Linked DNA regions of Mus musculus: all the other regions are linked to region 2. Evidence: chromatin contacts called from public promoter capture Hi-C data. All regions are on one chromosome and are shown on one strand. The core of a region is the stretch at or near the end of the contact, and the rest is flanking DNA. Distances in the headings are between cores, read along the strand shown. Region 1 holds the start of Ilk (integrin linked kinase). Region 2 holds the start of Trim12a (tripartite motif-containing 12A). Region 3 holds the start of Smpd1 (sphingomyelin phosphodiesterase 1, acid lysosomal). Region 4 holds the start of Apbb1 (amyloid beta (A4) precursor protein-binding, family B, member 1). Region 5 holds the start of Cnga4 (cyclic nucleotide gated channel alpha 4). Region 6 holds the start of Trim68 (tripartite motif-containing 68). Region 7 holds the start of Olfr543 (olfactory receptor 543).

Evidence for each region. Promoter capture Hi-C pulls out the DNA fragments that hold promoters and counts their contacts.
Region 1: a contact with region 2 is called in a promoter capture Hi-C map of liver, with 8 times the contacts expected there. The contact joins the promoter of Ilk here to the promoter of Trim12a in region 2. A contact is called at or near these places in 2 of 39 promoter capture datasets (liver and pre-B cells), 1 of 484 Hi-C or Micro-C datasets (B cells) and 2 of 9 other capture datasets (adipose tissue and liver).
Region 3: a contact with region 2 is called in a promoter capture Hi-C map of pre-B cells, with 7 times the contacts expected there. The contact joins the promoter of Smpd1 here to the promoter of Trim12a in region 2. A contact is called at or near these places in 2 of 39 promoter capture datasets (liver and pre-B cells).
Region 4: a promoter capture Hi-C map of pre-B cells shows a contact between it and region 2, with 6 times the contacts expected there. The contact joins the promoter of Apbb1 here to the promoter of Trim12a in region 2. A contact is called at or near these places in 2 of 39 promoter capture datasets (liver and pre-B cells).
Region 5: a promoter capture Hi-C map of pre-B cells shows a contact between it and region 2, with 14 times the contacts expected there. The contact joins the promoter of Cnga4 here to the promoter of Trim12a in region 2. A contact is called at or near these places in 4 of 39 promoter capture datasets (liver, neutrophils and pre-B cells).
Region 6: a contact with region 2 is called in a promoter capture Hi-C map of pre-B cells, with 16 times the contacts expected there. The contact joins the promoter of Trim68 here to the promoter of Trim12a in region 2. A contact is called at or near these places in 3 of 39 promoter capture datasets (hippocampal neurons, liver and pre-B cells).
Region 7: a promoter capture Hi-C map of embryonic stem cells shows a contact between it and region 2, with 4 times the contacts expected there. The contact joins the promoter of Olfr543 here to the promoter of Trim12a in region 2. A contact is called at or near these places in 1 of 39 promoter capture datasets (embryonic stem cells) and 1 of 115 datasets of contacts at active chromatin or transcription factors (large pre-B cells).

Annotation. Positions count from the first base shown.
Region 1 is chr7:105,735,048-105,738,147 of GRCm38.p6, reverse strand. Ilk (integrin linked kinase) reads right to left here and starts at 1,558. Exons shown (of 13, transcript NM_001161724.1): 1 at 1,432-1,558; 2 at 911-1,047. The coding sequence starts at 999. Rrp8 (ribosomal RNA processing 8, methyltransferase, homolog (yeast)) reads left to right here and starts at 1,564. Exons shown (of 7, transcript NM_025897.2): 1 at 1,564-1,850; 2 at 3,092-3,100. The coding sequence starts at 1,752.
Region 2 is chr7:104,313,884-104,317,057 of GRCm38.p6, reverse strand. Trim12a (tripartite motif-containing 12A) reads left to right here and starts at 1,563. Exons shown (of 8, transcript NM_023835.2): 1 at 1,563-1,647. It overlaps Gm15133 (predicted gene 15133), which reads right to left and starts at 2,027. Exons shown (of 7, transcript NR_040749.1): 1 at 1,950-2,027.
Region 3 is chr7:105,552,942-105,555,939 of GRCm38.p6, reverse strand. It overlaps Smpd1 (sphingomyelin phosphodiesterase 1, acid lysosomal), which reads right to left and starts at 1,580. Exons shown (of 6, transcript NM_011421.2): 1 at 1,103-1,580; 2 at 1-718. The coding sequence starts at 1,408. It overlaps Gm39063 (a long non-coding RNA gene), which reads left to right and starts at 1,579. Exons shown (of 3, transcript XR_869857.2): 1 at 1,579-1,838.
Region 4 is chr7:105,579,873-105,582,974 of GRCm38.p6, reverse strand. It overlaps Apbb1 (amyloid beta (A4) precursor protein-binding, family B, member 1), which reads left to right and starts at 1,484. Exons shown (of 15, transcript NM_001253885.1): 1 at 1,484-1,840.
Region 5 is chr7:105,403,109-105,406,108 of GRCm38.p6, reverse strand. Cnga4 (cyclic nucleotide gated channel alpha 4) reads right to left here and starts at 1,541. Exons shown (of 6, transcript NM_001033317.3): 1 at 1,356-1,541; 2 at 1,119-1,220; 3 at 833-939; 4 at 1-627. The coding sequence starts at 1,417.
Region 6 is chr7:102,685,982-102,688,805 of GRCm38.p6, reverse strand. It overlaps Trim68 (tripartite motif-containing 68), which reads left to right and starts at 1,479. Exons shown (of 7, transcript NM_198012.4): 1 at 1,479-1,665.
Region 7 is chr7:102,476,597-102,479,678 of GRCm38.p6, reverse strand. It overlaps Olfr543 (olfactory receptor 543), which reads left to right and starts at 1,777. Exons shown (of 1, transcript NM_001011782.2): 1 at 1,777-2,906. The coding sequence starts at 1,811. The coding sequence ends at 2,821.

The DNA of each region.
Region 1 (3,100 bases), core at 309-2,808, 1.4 Mb before region 2:
CTTTAACTTCTCAGTAGCCTACAATTAACCACTCTTCTTTTATTAAAACATCCATTCTCTAATCTTAATCCATTTCTTATTTCTTATTCTGATGGTTGTTCCCTGTCAGCCAGGCTTCTCAACCTCTGCCTTTATTTTCTACTCTTCTAAGGTACTACATTCCACATTATAGAGTCTTCAGATACCATTTAAATGCTATTTGTGGCATCTTGGTCTCCCAATCCGACCTCCTGAACTTTAAATCTGCATGACTAACAACCTGCCAAGCGTTTCCAAGTCACTGTAGTGTCACCAAAACTGTGGCCAGTCCATAATGGAACCTCAGCAACTGCCAAGTATCCAAGTACCCAAACCTCCTTTTAAACCCCAGGTCATCTTTGACAACCCCTTCACATCCCATACCAACTCAATTACTTCATCCTTATGATTTTAGGGCTCTCACCCCAACCCTGTCTCAATTCTTGTATCCAAAACATCACTTTAAGGCAATTGCGTCCAGGGTGACGCCTGACAAATGGGTACTCTCATCACTACATAAGCTTCAGAACTTTAGACCTCTAATATCCTTTCCCACTTCTACCCAACGCTCTAGGGCGCAGAAACTCATCCTCCAGCTACATGTAATTCCAGACAATTTTCTGGCACTCAGGTCTGCCTCTGACATGAGTTCATAGAGGCTGCAAAGTTCCCGGGAACCGGATTGTGAAACTTAGTTTAAAAAAAAAAAAAAAAAAAACAAACCCAACTCCGACAGCTTCCTCTGTGTAGACGTTCCTCCATCAACAGGCTTTGCTTACTACTACTACTCCTTACACTGGATAGCAAAGTCAGCCGCCCCCGCCAGACATGAGCACCCCGAGTAGCGGAGAGAGGACTTGTAGCCGTCTCACTCGCCAACGCTTCAGCTCACCCCTGATTGAGGTCGTTCTCTGTGTTGTCCAGCCACAAGCGCACCGCCACCGCGTTGCCCTCCCGGCACTGAGTGAAAATGTCGTCCATAGCAGCGTCCCGGCACAGAGACCCCGGGACTGGGGAAGCCTCGGGGGACTGAGGGAGAACAGAGACAAGAGAATGACTCTCTGTGTGAGTTCCCTCAGGACAGAGGTGTCAGTGCTGGGATGGGGAGCGTCGCGAGAGGGACAGTGGTTGTCTATGAAGGGCTTCGGGCAGCGGACGACCCCTTGGCTCGAGGAGCAGGAGGGTCTGGGGGTGTAGGGTAGACTTTGCTAGTTTCCCGAGTTGGTGTCAGCCGGCTCTGAGCCCCGGCCCTCGAGCAAGGCTTGGGGGTGGGGGAAGGGACCCAAGCTGCAAACACCCGGGGGAGGGGACAGGGGTCCTTGCCCGGCGGCCCCGGCTCAGAACTGCTGCAGAGATCGCAGAGACGGGTTTGCAAGACAGCGTGGGGTAGGGCGCGGAGCTACCCACACTCACCGGGACTCGGGCCGCAGGCGCCTTCTCCGGGGGAACTCCCGTCCGGCCGCGCCCGCCGCCCGGCCCCGCCCCGGCCCGCCCCGGCCAGCTCGGGCCAGCGCGGGCCGCGGTCCCTCCCTTCCGACCTCCTACTGCCTCTCTAGCTCGCCAGCGGCTACGCTCTATGGTGCTCTGCTCCGCGAAGGCCGCTCTAGCTACCACAGAATTTCACTCGGTGGCTTCCGGCCCGGTTTGGTCCGACTCCAGCCCTAGGATTCCCTGACGCGCGCTGCACGTGGGCCAGAGCGTAGGCTCCTCCGGCCCTGCGGGCTACGGGTGGTATGTTCGAAGAGCCCGAATGGGTGGAGGCGGCCCCAGCCATCGTGGGCCTAGGGGCCGCGACAGCACAGGTTAGGCCGGCGACTGCCCCGCCAGTCAAGGTGAGCGGCCCTGCACTGGGCTGTTTGAAGGAGGTGAAGCCTACCCTCCGGGGGTCGTATTGGTTAGAGGGAGAGCCTGAATGCTATCGTGGATCGGGGTGGTGAGGGAGTTAGTTATGATCTGAAGATCCGGATAGTCCAAATAGGAATGCGGGATTCGGAGCGTGGAGCGTGGAGCGCAGAGCTTGAAAAGTTTAAGTTTTTTGTACACTAAGGGTAGAAATCAGTAGAGTTGTTTTAGCAGTGGAGTGGCTTCTCCAAGTTTTCTCTCACCTGGCATCACTTTATATACTGAGGATCGATTCCAGGGCTTCAGCGTGGTAGATAAGCATTTATTACTGAGCTGAATCCGTAGTCTTGAAAGGATTTTTAGAGGATTTTTAGTGGCAGTGTAGAAAGTATATTAGAGTAAAGGCAAGTGACTGGGAGGTTATCAGAATTACTATTCAAAAGAGGCTCAAGGTAAGGGTCTAGCTGAGGACAAGCAGCAGGACTTGAACCCCAAATCAGCTTCACGGAAAGCAGGCCTTTTCCTTTGAACCTCATCAGATATGAGGGTTTCAGTATCCCCTTGGGGTGTTCCTGACCTTCAGTTAGCCCAGGATGTTCTGCTCATTTCTGTAGTCCATTTCTGCTTGTCTGTGTGCAGCTTCTCTCTACTGCAGTTAGGAACTTTTTTTTTTTTTTTTTTTTTTTTCGAGACAGGGTTTCTCTGTGTAGCCCTGGCTGTCCTGGAACTCACTCTGTAGACCAGTCTGGCCTCGAACTCAGAAATCCGCTTGCCTCTGCCTCCCAAGTGCTGGGATTAAAGGTGTGTACCACCACTGCTGGCCAGTTAGGAACATTTTTAATAGACATGTGTGACACTGCCCTTCCTGTTTCAAAACAAAAAAAACAAACAAACAAAAAACCCTCTGCTGCTCCTAGAATGCTGTCAGTGGGAGGCAAAGATGGCTGCTGTCTTGCCTTGGTCCTGTTGTTTGTGTGCTTATCACATTCCTCTAAGGAAATCAACAGGCAATCCTTTACACGCTTAGAAAAGTAGGATGGGAACACTTTCTGCCCTCCAGTTTCCCAGAGGGTGGGATTGCAGCCTGAATGTTCTGGGCTTGGCTGACTTCACAGCAAACTTGTTAACTTTGGATGGGAAGAACGACCAGTAGCTGAAGCCCATCTCTCCTTTCTTAGTCTCCAGGCCTCGTCCATTCTCACACACACTCTCATCCCTTGTTTGCCTCCAGGGACGCAAG
Region 2 (3,174 bases), core at 314-2,813:
AATATAGAGTAAATATCTGCCTCCAAAAAAAAAAAAAAAAAAAGGTAAAGGGTTTTTCATAACTATTAACATTTCAGAGGAATGGGAACATCAAAGCATTATTTGTAAGCAATTGTGTCCACAGCAAGAACAACAGTGAGACTTATGACCTCATCAAGATATGAAATTTAGGTAAGTGTATAGCTATGGATAGAGCACTAGCCCAGCATCCACAAGGACCGTGGTTCAATCACTGAAGTCAAAAGCAAAACTGAACAACAACAGCAAAAGTTCATGATCCCAGCACCGGGGAGGCTAAGGGAGCTAGAGCTCATTTAGGGTCAGGCTATCAGAAAGGAAGAAGAGTATAAGACAGTTGTAAGTATGTGAAATAAATTCAAACTACAGAGTTATGTCTGCTGTCACTCATCATTCCATATTTCAGAAGACAGAGACTGTAGGGAAATAATTAGAGAGGCAAACAGGAAAGGGGATGAGACAGGTGATGGTGGCTTCTCCAACATTCACTCACACAACTGACTTTCTTTAATTAATTTGTGATTTATTTATTTATTCTTCTCTTTCTTTCTCCCTTCCTTTTCTCTTTGGAAAGCTTCAGGTGTTTCCCATGCCATGCTGATGTCAGTCACCATGGCTGAGGATGGCTTTGACCTCCTGATCCTCATGCAGCCAGCTGCAAGGCAGTGGCATCCTGTGCCGGTTTGAATAACAATGGCCCCAAAGCCTAAGATCTTTTGAATACTTGGTTCTCAGCTATCAGGACACTGTTCAGGAAAGATTAGGAGTGTGGCATTCTTGAAGAAGGTATGGCATGGGTGTAAGCTTTCAAGATTCAATAGATTCTGACCACCAACACCATTCTCTCTCTGCCTCAGGTTTCTGTCAAGATTGTGTCTCCAGTTGTGACTTCTCACTTTCTGCTCCAGCACCATGTCTCCCTGCCTGTTATCAGGCTCTCCACTGTGGTGGTCATGAACTCTAACCCATAGGAACTGTGAGTGCCAAATTAAACACTCTACTTGTAACTTGTCCTAGTCATGGTATTTATCAGAGCAGTAGAAGAGTAAAGAAGATAGACCACAGGGGCCACCACAGCTGGTTTTGTACACTTCTGAGGACCATCCCAGTGCTTCATGCTTGATAGGCAAGCACTATGTCAACAGAACCTCATTCCCAGCTCTACAGATTTCCCCCTTCTAATCCGTTAGTGCTGAGTCACTATATAGGTGTTCAATACACCTCTAAGCCAAATAGGAACCTCCAAGACATTCTGGTGAGGGACTCCTAAAAGGGAGGAAATGAATGGGTGGATCATATCAGCACTGGAAAAGGACTAAGTCTGTTCGTTCAGCCACATAATACATAATCTGGAGGAGACCATGGGGCAGCTGGTGAGCCCTCTACAGCTCATTACTCTCTGCTGTGAGGGTGGTGAGGTGTTTCTGCCTGGCTCTGCACATAACTCCTCCCCAGTTTCCAGAGCCAGCCAATGCTGATATGAGGGTAACTTCCTCAGTCAGTGGGGTTCTGCAGGCTTATGCAAAGGCATCTCATTGGTCTGTAGAGTTGTGGTTTCTGTTTCATTTCCAGAGCTCAAACTTTCCTTTCTCTAGATTTTAGCCGGAAATACCTTGAAGTTCTGGATTGGTGAGTTAATTCTCCCTGGTTTACAACTTTCTGGCGTCTGATAAAGGGCTGAGCAATTTTAGGGGGCAGATTTTTGAAGACTTTGAAAGGAGAACATTGCTTTTGTTTGGGTGAGTTTATCCTGTAAAAGCGGGGGAGGGAAAGGGGGACGGGCTGCCGGCCTCTGGCTGAAAATGCAAATGGGGGAGCTTGAGGGAGGTGCCTCCTCAACAACAACAACAACAAAAAACTACTTTAAAGATGCCTGTTGTCCAGATTTAGTCTCCCCCTTCCGATTCACAATCTGTAATTTTGAATCGTACCTTGTCGACGAGATCCAGAACTTTGTTGTCTATGACAGTCATTCTTTTTCCAGGCAGCAAAGCTGGATCAGAGCCTCTGCTTTTTACTGCGTTTTTGTGTGATAAAGTGGTACTTCCGCATACTCTAGGGCTGTGGTTCTTTACCGGATCAGACCCGTTTGAATGACCTTTTCACGGGAGTTTCACTTTAGATATCTCGCATGTCATACATTCATATTATGATTCAAAACTGTAGAAAAATATAGTTAAGAGGAAGCAAAGACCACAGTTTTATGGTTGCGGTCAATACAACACGAGAAAGTTTTCTAAAGAGTTGCAGCATTAGGAAAGTTGCAAAATACTCCTCTAAGAGAACCAGAGTTTCTCTCAGTTTAGTAACAAAGACTGAGAGCCTGTTATTTAGTCATCGACCCTGTTTGACAGTCCCAAGCCCGGGAATAACTTCAGCTATTTCCTTCTCCTTCAGATATTTTCTCCATACCAATATAAACTTCAGCCCAGCTTGAGATTCCAGATACACAGGAGCAGAAGGATTATAAATTGATGGCCATCATCAGCAACTCAATAAGACTCATTCATAGAATATTTTTTTAAAAGACATCTGTGACTTAGTTCAGTGATAGGGTACTTTTCAATCTTTGGGTTCAGTTCCCACGCAGAGGGGAAGGGGTGTTTGAAGATGGGAAAACTACTATGAGCATGCTCCAGTGACACATCTGAAGATTTCCCCCAAAGTGCCAACTTTTGTAAGGTTTCTTGGAGAGAGGATATGTTTTATGTTGCCCAGACTGGTCTTCAGCTCTTCCGACAGCCCCACTTCCAAGTCTCTGTAGTGTCAGGAGCACATGACTGCAACAGCCTCTTTCTACCTTTAAAGAATGAAAATTAAATTTTTGTTTGATGTTTAAAATGTCAAATTAAAAAAAAAAAGTTTGAGAGAGAGATGTGTGATTAGGGATATCATGGCTTTGCTCAAGCTGATCTAGGTGCCCAGAAGACATCCTGTCAAGGTTGATTTTGTGGGTTTTGCTTTCTCAACAATTGGTTCTTGTCCCTGTTCATAAGCCAGTGCTTTCATTCTTGAATTTGCTTGAGTTATCCTCCCCTCCAGAGACAGAGACAAAGAACAACAGCTCTGATTGTTCATTACATTTTACTTGGGTCTTTCTCATCAGCTTTCTCTTCCCTTCTGATAACTTTTGGTTTAGTTATTTTTTGTCTACTT
Region 3 (2,998 bases), core at 331-2,830, 1.2 Mb before region 2:
CTTCATAGAGCCATTGTGAAGATTGGTTTCCCTTTATGAAGGGAGGAGGGAAGCCATTGACAGGAGTGCTCTCATGGTTGCCCACAGCAGGGTACACTGGCACTGGGCCCAAGAACTTCCTCACGAGGTCTGTGATGGTGGTCAGGGCCCTCAGCTGATCTTGGCGAGACTGTTGCCAGACATCATGGGCAGGGATATCTCCCGTCCAGTACACCATTTCAAAAGGGCCGGCAGGGCCCAGTCCTTTCAACAGGCTTTCTAGCGTTCGCAAGGGCAGGTCACACTTGCTGTACTCGCCCCAGAACCCAGCCCCCTTCTGGGAGTTGGGTGGCCATCCGGACCCCCGGCGGCAGCAAAGTGGATCTGCACAGTAAGGGTCTGTGCCCTCCAGGTACTCATGGTCCCAGTGTAGATCAGTAAGGAAGAGGACACGGCTGACAGGGGCACCGGGGGCTGGTGGGCTCGGTGGCTTTGGGGGTGGCTTCGGCACTGATGGCAAAGAGATGTTCCAAGTCGAAAAGATGTCCCAGTGTCCACAAGAGGAGCCCAGAAGCAAGCCACAAGCCTCTGATGGGCTCAGAACTGAACGTGTCCACACCTCCACCACATCGTCCTCAAAGAGATGGACGGCTGACTGGCACACATCTAGTGGTGCTATGTTCAGCATCTTGCATATCTTGATGGCCACAGAGCCTACCCGTGCCACATTGGGCTCCTTCTGTGGTGGAAGGAACCAATGAAGTTAGGTCAGAGACAGAACAAGTGAACCCTGGCCACCACTCCACAGGCTTCCATGTCTAAATCGGAGCTAGGATAACTCTGTCACCATGATAAAGAGACATCAGTATCTCCCACACACTGCCCAGCAGTTCAGCACCAGGCCTCTAGCTACCTACTCTAGCTCAGGGTGTGCTACCATTTCAAGCCCACAATTAGCCAGCTGACTTTACTCTCCCTAACTTTATAAAGGTCACAGTGGGGTAGTGGTAACATGGATGCATAGGAAGCACCCTCTACCAGAAATATATTGCCCCCTCCCCCGGGCATACCAGTGCACTTCATCCTGCCCCCAGCATTCCACAACAGCCCTTCACGCACTCACCTTCAGCCCATGGTTGAGAGCAGTGAATAAGACTTTGCAGGCGGGGCAAGTGAGGTTCTGCCACCCAAAGGCACTCTGGAGCGGCGGCGCTATGGCACTGAATTTGACAGAATGGCCTTCAGAAGGAAGAGGATAAGCTCTGGCAGGAACCCAAAGAACCGTGGAGTCAAACAGAGCCAGAACCAGCGCCAAGCCCAGCCCCATCCAAAGGAGTCCCACTCTGGGTGCCGGTAAGGACCTCTCCAGTCTCTGCTCCCAGCCGGCTCTGAGGTGGTCCTGGCCGGATGATGCTCTGTGGTGGGGCATTGCCAGGCTCGTAGACAGGACTGGCTTGCCCCTCCAGGCCCCACAGGCCGAAGCCCTGGCTGGCCCTCGGGGCCCGGGTAACGCTGGAGACACCTGATTACCCTTCGTTGTGGTTGACTGATAGCTCAGCAGCCAGCCACAAAACAGCTCCTCCCCTTCCTGTTCCTCTTATGGCCCAGCAACTGTGGGGGAGCGGCTGTCAAAACCTTGGGGGCGGAGCAAAAGGGGGCTCGCCAACCCGCCCTGATCCGCCTTCTTCAGCCACAGCCCAATCACCCCGGGCGGTCTTAGGACCCGCGGGGTTGGGGTGGGTAGGTGACCTCGGTAGAGACAAGCTTCACCACCCTGAGCCATTGCTGCGCGAGGCTGCGGGCGGCGGCCCCGATAATTTCTGCCCAGAACTGATGGAAGCCCTTTAGGGAACTCCCAGGTGCCCCTCTCTTCCACCCCCCCTCCCCGCTTTTTTTTTTTTTTTTTTTTTTTAAACATTCAGATTCCTAGAATAGATGCCCGGCTCAGCTGGTCATTAAACTGAGAAGATTAACTAGAGAGGGCTGGGGCAGCGATGCTTGCATTGAGCGGATTGACCTGCCATGGACGGTCCTCCCCTCGATTTCCTATGCTCTGCCACCATTACAGCAGCCTTGAATCACTTAAGGTTTTGTTAATGTGTCTTTCTTTTAATTTAAAATTTTGCATTATTATTTATTTATGTGTATGGGTATTTTGTATGTGTGTGCACCACGTGCGTGGTGCCTGCTGGAGGCCGGAAGAGGATCCACCTGGACTGGAGTTATAGATGTATTGAGGTCGCCACGCCCGTGCTGCGTGCTGGGAATTCTACCCAGGTCCCAACACTATTAGGTGTGGGACCTGCCCTGGAGCCTGGTCAACCTACCAGGGGTCGTCATATCCTTAAAAAGAAAACTGCCTCTTCTAGGAGCTCTCCGATGCCAATACGCCTTAGCTAGGAGTGAGCCTTTGGAATTTTGTCTCGCTTGAACATCCTGTGCGTGCTGTCACAATCATGGCGATTTCACTGCATGCAACTTCCCTGTCGTGCCAGAAAAGTTTCCTTTAGTCACCCGCTGCCTCTGGCTCTTCCAGTCTTTCAGTCCCACTTTCAATCACTTAGCCTTGTAAGGAGAGGTGTGATATAGACCCCATTTAGGGAGGATCACTTCGAAGTCTCTTGTTCTCTGATGATCATTTGTAGGTGTCTGTGTTTAACTCTCTCCTGCTTCAAGAAGCTTCACTGGTGAGGACTGCTAAGTGCTCTGATCTACGGGTACACTAAAGTCATTTAAATACTGTGCCTATTAGCAGAATAATAGTAGTAGGTTCTCTGCCCCGCTATGGGGGTTATGACCTATCTAGCCACAGGCCCTTACACTGATAATGGTGCCAGGTATGGGTTACATCTCATCTCTCAAAGGTCTTCTTAAGTGTTTTTAATCCTATTTTATCTGTTGTTGTTTGTTTGTTTTGTTTTTGAGACAGGATCTCACTATGTCTTGCCCCAGGATCCACAGTTCGGGAGCCAGCCAATCTTCTAACAAAGCTTTAATTCAGAATTCTCAGGATAGAAGG
Region 4 (3,102 bases), core at 235-2,734, 1.3 Mb before region 2:
GAGTAATTTTCTACTCTTCTGTGTGACCTCTATGTCATCCTGTCCTCACACTTAAACTTTACTTCCTGTGGGAGCCTTCCAAATCTCCTGGGCCAGAATAACCTGACACACACAGTGTCCCGTGTCTTTTCCTTAAGACACCATAATTTTAATTACCTATGTGGTGTCTCTTCCCTCTTTTAATCTGTAAGCTGAATGAAAGCAGGAACTCTCTTTTGCTTTCTGGGTGTTAGCACCAAGGACAGTGTGTCATACCATACACCTATTTGCTGAGAGTGAGTGAGTGAATGAATGAATGTCCTTCTAGGTAACACGTGCTCATTTCTCAAGGATCCAGGTCAGGTGCGTGTCTTCCAGGTGGGATGCAGCTGAACCAGATTCTTTTGGGGATCTTTATGTCCGGCTTGGGATCCAACATGGTTTGTATTTCCTAGGTGCTTGTCAGATTACAATGGATTCTTAGCCACAAGTCAGTAACTGTACAAGATGAGTGATGGACATAGGGAGTTTTGTTACACTGCTCCACTTTTGCACATAAGTGCAAATGTCTATAACAAAAATTTAAAACATTCATATTTACCCAGGGATAAATGAAAGTATATTCAAAGTACTTTGGAGTACTTGCTTTGAACAAGCCAGAGATTGATAAAGTGACCCTGCATTAAGAGTATGTGTGTGTGTGTGTGTGTGTGTGTGTGTACTTTTCCACGTCAGGGAAATTCTTTAGAAGATGAACATAAGATGAAATAACAAATTTAGATTTGGGCACTGTTAGACTTAGATGCATCTCCAATCAGTTTTTCAGTATGTTCAGAGCCCACCGAGCCCACAGCTCAGGGGACAATGCTTTTGGGGTTTCTGCCCCTCTTTGCCCTTGATGTCAGGGATCTGACCATTAAGATTTGCCTCATTGTCTATCCAGGGCCTGCAGTGAACAGGAAAATAGCCAAGTACAGCATTTCTGTTTAATTTCCACTCAGTTCTCCATTTGGTCCTTTCCTAGAGTTAATTTCTACCCTGGAGTGCAGTGGGGGGGGGGGAGGCGGGGTGGGGGACGCTGTGTCATAGCTTTATATTCAGAGGCACGGGTAGAGTGTAAGAAATATCTCAGTTCTGGTTTAGTTTAACCACTTACTCTGTTACTGAGGGCAAGTCGTGTTACCCTTCAGAATGTCAGCACCTGCCTCTCAAATCCCGAGAACAACAATTGTGGGAATTGCACAGCGCTGGTTTGAGGATGAATGCAAGCAAATGGTTGAACATAGAGCCTGGTACAGAGTAAGCGGTCAATAAATACGCGCTATTATTATCCACAGGACGTCAGGGAGTGCTACCACAAGAGCCAGAGAGCAGCCGGCTGCCAGCCTCTTGAGGCGCAGCCACGGTCCCAGCACCCGTGTCTCTCTCCACCCTCCTCCTTCCCCCCTCCCTAGCGGATCAGACTCCGTGCTCTAGGCGCGTCTCCCGGCGTCGGTGCAGGACCGACGCGGAGGTGAGTCCACGGTGGCATGGAAGGGGAGAGCTGGGCAGGGTCCTGGGAGTTGGGTGCAGCCGTGCGGGGATAGACAGGAGGCCTGGGACGCAGGGCTTGCGAGGGTCAAGGGTCTGCAGGGTGCGGCTGGGGCAGCTGCAGCCAGTGCGGCTCGCACTCGCTCGCGCGCCCCGCCCCGGCCAAGATGGCGCCCCTCCCCCTCCCGTGCGCGGCTCCGCCGCTCGGGGCGCGGCCTCGCGGCCTGCGCGCTCCTGGGCGGGGGATGTTGTGATGGAGAAGCTGCGGTGTTGCGGGAGCCTTGCAGCTTGAGCTACCTTCGCCACCTGGGCCTGGGGCCTCGCCGCGCAGGTAGGTGCTGCTCCGTCTCCAGCCCAGCCCCGGGAGCAGGATCCCCAGCCTCAGCAGCCCTTAACCCTTGCAGCCTCTTCTTCTCAGAAGTCCAGGTCTCCAAGCCAGGCCTGATTACCCCCCACCCAACTCCCTTCGCCGCCTTCCTACCGCGGGCCTGCAAAATCACCCTCCGCAGGATCACTTTGGTCCTAACACCGACCGCTCCCCAAAGCTTTGCTTCTTGATCCTCTAGGATGCCCGGCGGGGGCGGGGAGGAGGGGGTGAGCGGGGGGGGGGGGGGGAGAGCGAGGGGCGATAGAAGAGTGGGGGAGGGGACGTCTAATGCTGGGAAGGGGACTTGGATCCGGGTAGGAGCCAGGCCGTGCGATTCCAGACTAGAGCCCCAGGCTTGGGATCTGTCAAGCTGCATTCTGTTGTCCTCAGCGACCGAGGGGTGTGCCCTGGGACCGGCGGGGTTCCCATCTCAGCCTGACAGAGAGGCCTAGCAGCGACTAGAGTGCTCCTTAGGAGCAGTTTTCCCTCTCCAATTCAGATGTTATTTCCAGCCTCTTCCGAGTCCTGTTTGTAGGTTGCATTCTGAGCCCCTAATTTCCCATTCATTTTAAAAATCCACTCCATTCTGTCTCTGACATCCACCGAAGCTTCTGAGCAAGGTCACTGGAGCCCTCCTTGTAACTCCAATGGACACTTGGCGGCTGTGAGCCCATTACCACTGAGTATGTGTCAGTCTCCTTGAAGCATTTTTTTTCCTGGTTTTCCTCCTAGGCACTGTCTATTGCTTTGAAGTGTTCTCTTGTCTCGTCTCTGCATATGTGATGCTATTCTGGCCTGAGCTGCGTTCTTTCACTCTGACCTTTTCCCTTGACCATTTCTTGCATGTCTAACTCTTTAAATTTCATATATAAGCTGCTGAGTCCCAAATTTATTTGTCTGGCCCAGACCACTGCTGAAATGCAAACTCATATATACTCAACTGTCCTCTGACATCCTTTTGAACAGTTCAACAGGAATTCCAAACCTACAGATTTCAAGGTGAATTAATTAACATCTCTTGTTCCCCTCATACCTCACTTACATGTCTGTTGTTCCTTCAGCCTCTCTCAATGACATCTGTCCATTCAGTTCAGGTTATGGTCACAGTGAGGTGGGGTCTGAGCAACATTCACCCTCACCTCTCGACATCAGATCTCACCAAGCTCTGTCATGCCCACGACTTCAATATTTCTCAGGTCTGCTAATGTCACTGGAGCTCAATTGCT
Region 5 (3,000 bases), core at 292-2,791, 1.1 Mb before region 2:
CCAGCCTTCGGTTGACGTGCTGTAGCTTCATGTATTTCTTTACCAGAGCATGGTCTGGGTAGAAGGCTGCATCTGCCGTGTTCATGTTGTAAATGACAGAGCTCATGCTACCCATGATGGTGGCGAAACCCATGACGGCCAGCAGGAAGTCACCCACCATGAAGAGGTACTCTTCCTCTCGGGCTGGCAGCGGTGTGTCACCCACAGTGGTCAGGATCAGAGTGGAGAAGTAGAAGCTGTAGAGATACTGGCGCCGCAAGCGCTCAAAGCCAGGCTGCGCAGGGTCTGGGTATACCCATGCATCCCGTCCGAAGCCCAGGTACCTGGACAGGGCGAAGTATAAGCAGCTGTTCCAATGGATGACGACAAAAATGTAGATCATCAGCTTGGCTATGCGGAAGGCATTTGGGTAAGCTGTGCGGGTCTCTGTACGGTCGAAAGCCTCAAAGAGGCGAGGCACTCGGAGAAAGCGGTTTAGCCGGAGTGTAGGGATGTGGGGGCCTAGCTGCACGTAGGCTGCATCTGTGGGGACCAGGGAAGCCAGGTCCAACAGGAAGCTCCAGGTGCGTACATAGCGACTGGCGATCATGCTTTTGTCTACCACCAGGATGCCCTGTTCTAGGAATCCTAGGAGCAAAGAGGGAGATAGGCTAGGGTCAACTATGGGTAGGTCAGCTGCAGGCTGGGTATGCCAAGGTCAGACATGAAGGCAAGATGAAGGCAGGTTTTTGGGTGAGCACTCAAACACAGTGACACATGACTGTGCAGCCCTAGAGGTGGCTACTTTCTTAACACTTTCCTGGGGAGAGGTTAGTCCCGGGGAATCACTGACCTGTGTGGAAGCGTACCCCAATATCTAGTAGGTACAGCAGGTCACTCGTGTAGTCCAGCACAAACCAGGCCACCAGGTAACTGTGTTGCAAGTCAGGAAAGCAGGCCCTGCAGGGTAGGGGCAGAGGGGATTTGCTTAAAGGTACCAACTATGTGTCATTGGTTTGTCAGGACAGGTCCCTCAGTCCTCTACCCTGAGTCCTTCCAGGGAAGACACCTCTTTGTTAGGCCTCACCCTCTAGGCCTGCCCTTCTCTTAAGGACCCTCATTTAGCACCCCTGCCAAACCTGCATACAACGATGATGAGATTATACATGATTGGGAAGACCATCGTGTTCAGCCACCAGTAGTAATAATCCCCAGATGGGTCTAGGACTGGCAGCCACTTCCTGTAGGGAAAAAGAGACTCCTCTCATTTATCCACCAGGCATTCAGTGCTTGGGTTATAACCAGGACACCAAGAAGAAGGAAGCCCCAGGGAGTGAGGTGATTAGACCCCACACAGAGGACCAGACTTCTCTCACCTGGCTTTGGTTGGGGCTGGGGGCGTGGACTCTGTTGTCTTCACTTTGCTGTCCTGGCTCATGTTTCTGTAGTGTGGTCCTAGCCTGTAGGATATCCAGGACTTCGCCAATTAGAGGTGGCTTGAGAAAGTGCCTGGCTTCCTGGAAGAAGCTGCCCTGGGGCTCCAGCTGCGTCTTTCTGTCTTTGAAGCTCCTAGCAACACAACTAGAGCTAGCAGGGATGGAGTGGGTGGAGGCACTGTAGCTCCAGCACCCTGCCCTGTCTCCCAGGACCCAGGCTGGTTTACACCTGCCCAGCTAAACACCTTTAATGAGGTCCCCGGAGGTGGTGGGAGGTAGATGCTTGGGAAGGTAGCTTCAGTTTTGTTACTGTCTTCTTTCACCTTCCCCAAGCCTGCTGGAAATGTCGGTTTGAATACTGTTTCACTTTATGCAGGTTCTCTGTTGGGCCTAGTTATTTATTTGACAATTATGTGCCAAGCGGCTCCTTCATGTCAGGTGTTAAACTAGTCTCTAGGGACACTGGGGTGCCTCTCACTTAGAGGTGTTTTCCATAGCCACATCCTTATCTACATACCTATCACCCAATCTTCCGGCTATGTGCTCATTCTGTGCTACTTTTGTTCCTTTCCTATTTCTCATGCCCAGCGCCAACAGCTACTGGACATATTTTGTGGACCCTCAACCTCTTTCAAGTTTTCTTGTGAACTTTTCATAACAAAACAAACGTATTTCCTATAATCCCCCCTCCCACTTAGGCTGATGTCCCTGCTGTCATTCCTATGGAGATCAGAGTACAACTTTTGGAGTCAGTTGGTACACAAATTCCAGTGGTGAGGCTCATGCTTTTACCTGCTGAGCCATCTTGCTAACCTGTCCCCTACCCCTAATTTTAAGAACAAAAGGGGACAATCAAAGACAATGGGAGACCTGTAAACTGTTTTATACAGCTATGGGTTAGTGTCAGATTTACATTTTTGGAATTTCTTGAAAGAAATATCTATATCCCTAGGAAATGTTTCCAAAATGTTTTTGTCCATAGCTTTTGTAATGTCACCATTTCCTGGTGTTCTGTTTATTTCTTAGTCTCTTTTATAAGAGTCTTCGCACATTCCTTCTAGGTTAGTGTTTCCTAGAAATCTTAGATCTCTCTCTTTCATTTCCATCTTCCACACATGTTCTGGCTGATCTTGGTCACCCACAGAATTATTTTGCTATCTAGTAATTCTCATGAACTTCCTTGAGCTTTAGTCATCCTTAGGACTGACTAACTGCATACTAGATCCCACTTTGACACCTTAACTGTCATACTGTGTTAGCCACTGTTCTAAGGCTGTGAAGAGACTCCATCACTAGGCCAACTCTTATAAATGATTTGCCAGGTATGGTTTAATGCCTCCACTCACTTGGGAGACGGCAGAGGCAGAGGCAGAGGCAGAGGCAGAGGCAGAGGCAGAGGCAGAGGCAGAGGCAGAGGCAGAGGCAGAGGCAGAGGCAGAGGCAGAGGCAGAGGCAGAGGCAGAGGCATTTTTTCGAGTTCAAGGCCAAGCCTGGTCTACAGAGTGAATTCCCAGACAGCTAGGGCTGTTACACAGAGAAACCCTGTCTTAAAACTCCAAACCAAACCAAACCAAACCAACTAACC
Region 6 (2,824 bases), core at 230-2,729, 1.6 Mb after region 2:
GGACACGGAGATAGACTCCACAAAGAAGAGCTACAACTCACTCCCCACTCCTCATGCCTTGTAATTTTACCAAGGACACCCGCCAGAGATGAGCTGTAGCCAACTCATCCTCCCAACTCCTCCCAATTCCTCACGTTTTTCCTCTAAAAGCCCCCTACTGTTACCGATAGGGAGCTCATCCTCAGCTGACAATAAAGCCTCTTGCAGTTTTGCATCAGGTGTGGTTTTCTCTCGAGTTATTGGAGTGCTGGCCAGCTCATCCCGGGACTTGAGCGGAAGTCTCCCCAGTTTCGGGGTCTAACAATAGTAGGTGTGGCCTTGTTGGAAGAAGTGTGTCACTGTAGGGATGGGCTTAGAGACCCTTCTCCTAGCTTCCTGGAAGCCAGTCTTCTCCTGTTCTTATTTTTATTCTGTATAAGTTCATCAGCCAATGAGGTTACTTGATCGTGTCTTCAAAACTTTTAAGTCCAAAGTGCTCCTCATAAGCAAGAGCCTCTTCCCCCAGTCACTCTATGGTGTCCTATTCTCAGGGCCTTTGAGAGTCAGTCATAGTTACAAACACATTCAATTACAAATGAAAAAGATGTCCCCTTTTGATTTCAATTCCCTTGAACTTGGTTGACTTTAAGGCAGAGAATGTATGACCCAGTCTTGCAATCCAGGTCTCTTTGTATGCATGCTCAATTAGTATTTTTTAAATGTCTTCTTTGAATCCATCTGTTCACTGTGACATAAGGTCAGTCATTTGTCTCTACCAAGAAGCAGAGGCTCAGTTCAAATCTCAGTTCCTCCCTCTCCCCCTACAGTGCTGGTCCTGTCTATTTTCAATAATTTTCTGGGTGTCACCCTGAAGAATGTCAACCATGTCCTCAGCTCTGACATTGTCATGGAATTCAAAGAGCATGGGTCCCAACGATAAACATATCACTGGAAGCTGGATTCATCTGGAATTTTTTTCGTTACTTCCCATATGTCACTGAGTGTCTTCTCTTGCTTACTCAGTAAAAGTCCCAGTATCCGAAAAAGAACCAAAGAACTACAAAGAAAAATCCAGGTCTATGATTTAACACGCTTGGTCTTGTGTGTCTCTGCGGTTGGACGAGAGGAAAGCTTACACACTGCTTTAAAAAGATTTTTTTACTGGCAGCTTATGATCAGGACTTCGTAATTTAATATGTTTTCTAACTCTGAAACTAGTTTGTTGCAATGAGGAGCTACCAAAAGTATGTAAGTGTCAAGAGTTAGCCAGGAAAAACAGAAGCATTTATTAAAACTTTTGCTTAATTGTCTGAAACCTGGAGCAGCCACTTGCAGCTCGTGTTCCAGGGAACTGCGGATTCCAATGCGTAAAGGTGCCACTTAAGGAAGCCCGGCTGCGCACCCACGCTAGGTAGCTGAATTCAACCAGGAAACGTGGCAAGCGAACAGCCAATCAGGCCACTCTGAGTGCAGAAGTGATTCGTCGGTTCCGGCGCAGTGGGTGGGTCCTGCAGCTCCGGGCGCGGCTCTTGCCTTGGGTCCCTCGCCCCCGCTGCTATCGCGGCTTCCGGCGGCGGGCGAGCGCCCCGCTGCTTCCTACGCTGCGGATTGGACCGCTGGAGCCCCGCGCCTCCACAGCTGCTTAGAGAAGGAGGCGACAGCAGACCTCTTTGGAGGACAACACAGGTCCTGCCCTCTTTACCCTCCCCTGTTCCCAATCCCACCGCCCTGGGGAACTGCCTAGTGCCCGAAGGTCAGGAAGGCACGGACCGCCACTGCTTCCAGACCCGAGGCTGGTTTCTGCCGCTTCCAGGCTCTTCCCCCTCCCTTCGCGGCCCTGAGGACCGTGGAGGCACTGGTTGCTAGGTGCAACCTTTTGATATTGTAGTCTACAAAGTTCACTCTGGAGAACAAAATCGCATAAAGAAACTTAACATTTTACAGTTTTGTGTTTGGCCTGTATTCACAGCTGCCCTCAGCTACAGGTTGGACAGGTCTGAGCAGTTAATGAGTCAAACTTTTGACCAAGTATTTATGTTTGATAAAAGATCTCTATTGGAGATCCTCTATTGGAAAACTGTATTTATCTCCAGATCTTTGACATCTTTCCCATGTTTACATTTTTTGAGGCAATGTATAGAACTAACATGCTTCCACTACATTTTTGTGATTTATCTTGATTTATCATTTCTATCTTTCTTTGCCTCGCTTTCCTACTGCCAGTGTCTTCCAAATTTTCATCTGCTGTTTTGTCTGGTTGTTGTTGTTGTTGTTGTTGTTGTTGTTGTTGTTGTTGTTGTTGTTGTTTGGGGGTTTTTTTGGTTTTCTGTAGCTTTAAGTAGTGCTTTTGACACCAAAGCATGAACAGGTGGACACATGCACACTGCCTTAGATGAAGATATTAACACCTCTACTATCAGCTATGCCTAAACATTTACATTGAATTCTCATGCATTTAACAAGTATTGAGACACTGTTGTTGGCATCAAGAATACACTGAGCAAAACTGAAGATAACTCTGTATTAAACGTACCACGACATTAGGATATTGTAAGAAAAACAGAAAATATGAATAGTAAATTTCTAGTGTGTGAATTAAGAAACCCACAGACTCTGGTAAATGATATCAACAGTGAGATCGTGGAAACAGTCTCAGTTGGAAGAGTGTGATTCCAAATAGGGTAAAATGAACAGACCCCGGGTCCAAGCACTGCACATAGCACTGAGGAGAATATGGCTGCCACGGGTGCAGTTGGGAGAGTAAGAAGACTTAGGCATCTGCCTAGCATGCTTGAGATTCTTGTTAAATCCCCAGCATTTCAGAACAGTCGAGGGGGTGAGGGGG
Region 7 (3,082 bases), core at 528-3,027, 1.8 Mb after region 2:
AGATCTTCCAAAAGCTGCTGTCCAGAGCAATGCTCTGGAATATTCAGAAAGCCATCCCAGGGTGAGGGAAATTCCAAACCCACCCCCTCCTGAATTCTCTCTGCTGTGAGGGTTTGTTAAAAGGCATGCCTCTTCTGGTATCCAGAGGGAGTGTGGTCATGCCCAGGCAAGCCCTGGCTGAGAGGGAGGAGAGCATCCCTGAATTGCTCCACAGTTCCCGAGGCTTCTCTGATCTTCAGGGTTGATAGCATTTCTGCAGTGAGGTGGCTAGTTGCTGAGGATGCCTGGCCATAGCTCAGATTCTAAAACCCAGCAAGACCCAGGCAAACCACAACAAGGTGCAAACCCTAAACTCGTGAGAAAAGAGCACTCTGTAGTGACTACCCAGATGCGAGCCCAGCTCAGTTATTTATGAGCTGTGTGACTTTGAACTAGACTTTAGCCCCTCCATGTCTTGGTTTCCTTCTTAGTAAAATTACTTTTTTTTTATTTCATTTTATTTTTAGACAGGGCCTCATTATGTAGCCTTGGCTGACCTGTAACTCACTATCTACAGGCTAGTCTAAACACACAGAGATCTGGATCTAAAGGCATATAACACAACATTAATAAAAATGAAGATGGGGGGGGGGGGAGGCTGGGCAGTGGTGGCGCATGCCTTTAATCCCAGCACTTGGAAGACAGAGTTCAAGGCAGATTTCTAAGTTCAAGGCCAGCCTGGTCTACAGAGTGAGTTCCAGGACAGCCAGAGCTATTCAGTGAAACCCTGCCTCGAAGAAAAAAAAAAAAGACTTTTTTTTTTTTAATTCTAGATTTAGTTATGTGTATGAGTGTCTTGCTCGCATGCATGCCTGTGTATTTTGTGTGTACTTGGGGCCTGCAGAGCTCAGAAGAGAGCCCTGTACCCCTCGGAGTTGGCGTTACAAGCAGTTGTGAGCCATCATGTGGGTACTGGGAATTGAACCTGGATCCTCTGCAAGAACACTAAGTGCTCTTAGCCACTGAGCCACGCCTCCAGTCCAGTCTCAGCTAACTTTTGAACACATCTGGAACATTTCCTGATATACAATCACTATCAAATAAGCCCAACCTACATGTACAGCCTCCTCCTGCTTCTCATCCATCTACCCCCAAGCAAAGCAGAGCCTCAGGGAAGCTTGTGTATCTATCTGTCTGTGTGGCTCTGTGCTTGGAGCTCTGGTGAACTCCCGACTCTCCCTGGACTCACACTGGTAAAGGAAAGTAAGCCTCAAGGACAAGGCCAGGCAGGTGCTGCAGCCAGACTACAGGGGCTAAGAAAGGGACCAGACTCTGCAGCCTAGTGCTTTTGAACCAAGAAACCCAGTTTTCTCAGCTGCTTTCCTCTGTCCTAGCCAGTGTACATTGAGCACAGAGGTGAGACCACACCGATCTTGGCTGGCTTCTTTCTCCCCACTTTGACTTGGGTCCTTCCCAGTCTCCTTGGGACAAAGATTCTTTATATACTTTCTAACCAAAGTTGTTTTTTTCTTTCCTTGTTTTATCTCCGAACATCATTTTCCCCCTCTCATATACTACATTTAATTTTGTGTTTTATTAATAAGAAAACACCTCTTGTTTAACTCAACAAGAATGCACATATAACATACCAAAATAAATATCTTGTACAGGAGCTCCCTGAGAACAAGAAATGTCTTATTCATCTGTGAGCTCCCCAAACACACACACCCCAGGTAGATTCCCATCATGTGAGCCTCAGGCTCCTAAAATAACCATTTTGTTCTAACAGCCCCTGATCTTCTCTCCTGGTGCCAGCCCAGGACCAAAGTCAATGGGTGAGGATGGAAATACCAGTATCTTCAACCTTTCCTACAGCAGCTTCCTCTTGGTGGGCTTCCCTGGATTGCAGGAAGGGCGACCCCTTCTGGTCCTGCCTCTTACCTTTCTCTATGTGTCCATCGTTTCTGCCAATGCCTTAGTCATTCATACAGTGGTGGCCCAGAGGAGTCTGCACCAGCCCATGTACGTGCTCATTGCTCTGCTCTTGGCTGTCAACATCTGTGCCTCCACAGCCGTGAGGCCTAAAATGCTTGAAGGCTTTGTGCATTATGCAAATCCCATCTCACTCCGCGGCTGCCTCACACAAATGTTCTTTATCTACTTTACGCTCCTTCTGGACTACAATCTCCTGCTGGCCATGGCTCTAGATCGCTATGTGGCCATTTGCCACCCACTCCGCTATACTGACCTGATGACCTCACACTTACTGGGCCTGATGGCCACTTTTGCGATAACGCGGAGCCTAGGAGTGGCAGTGCCCCTAGTGGTACTAACTGCAAAAGCTCAATTCTGCAAGACATCCGTCATAAGACACTTCACCTGCGAGTACATCGCACTGTTGAGCATCGCTTGTGGAGACCTGACCTTCAACAACCGCTTGGGATTGGCTATGCGTTTGGTCACTGTGACTTTTGATCTGGCCTTATTGGGAACCTCCTATACCCGTATCATCTATGCAGCCTTCCGGATCTCTTCTGGAGGAGCCCGAGCCAAGGCCTTGCACACTTGTGGCTCCCACTTACTGGTCATCCTCACCATCTACCTTTCTGGTCTTTCCACTTCCATTGTCTTTCGAGTGGCCAAGACTGTGTCTCAAGATGTCCAGAACCTACTCAGTGCCATATACCTGCTGCTCCCAGGAGCCTTGAATCCTCTCATTTATGGGGTGAGAACTAAGGAGATCCGGCAACACATAGAGAAAATGCTCTGTGGAATGCAGTCACCCCAAGACAGCAGAGAGAAGTCACAGAATGTGAGAGGGGAGAGGGACTTGCCAGGGTAAGAGGGGGTTTTTAACTTGAGAAGCTGGGGCTGCGCCCTCTGAGAACAAGAAGTGGACGGTCTGTACTAACAGGCTGGGTGGGTCCTGAGCACGGTACGGTTCAATGGCATCCTCTTGTTGCTGCTATGACTTGTTGAATTCTTAGAACATTCTGCTACTTACACCACCACCACTCCCAACAATAGAACTGCTTTTATTTATCCTTCTAAGTCATTTTGTCTTCTTTCCAACTCTTAAAAAAAAAAAAAAAGCTCATTCTAT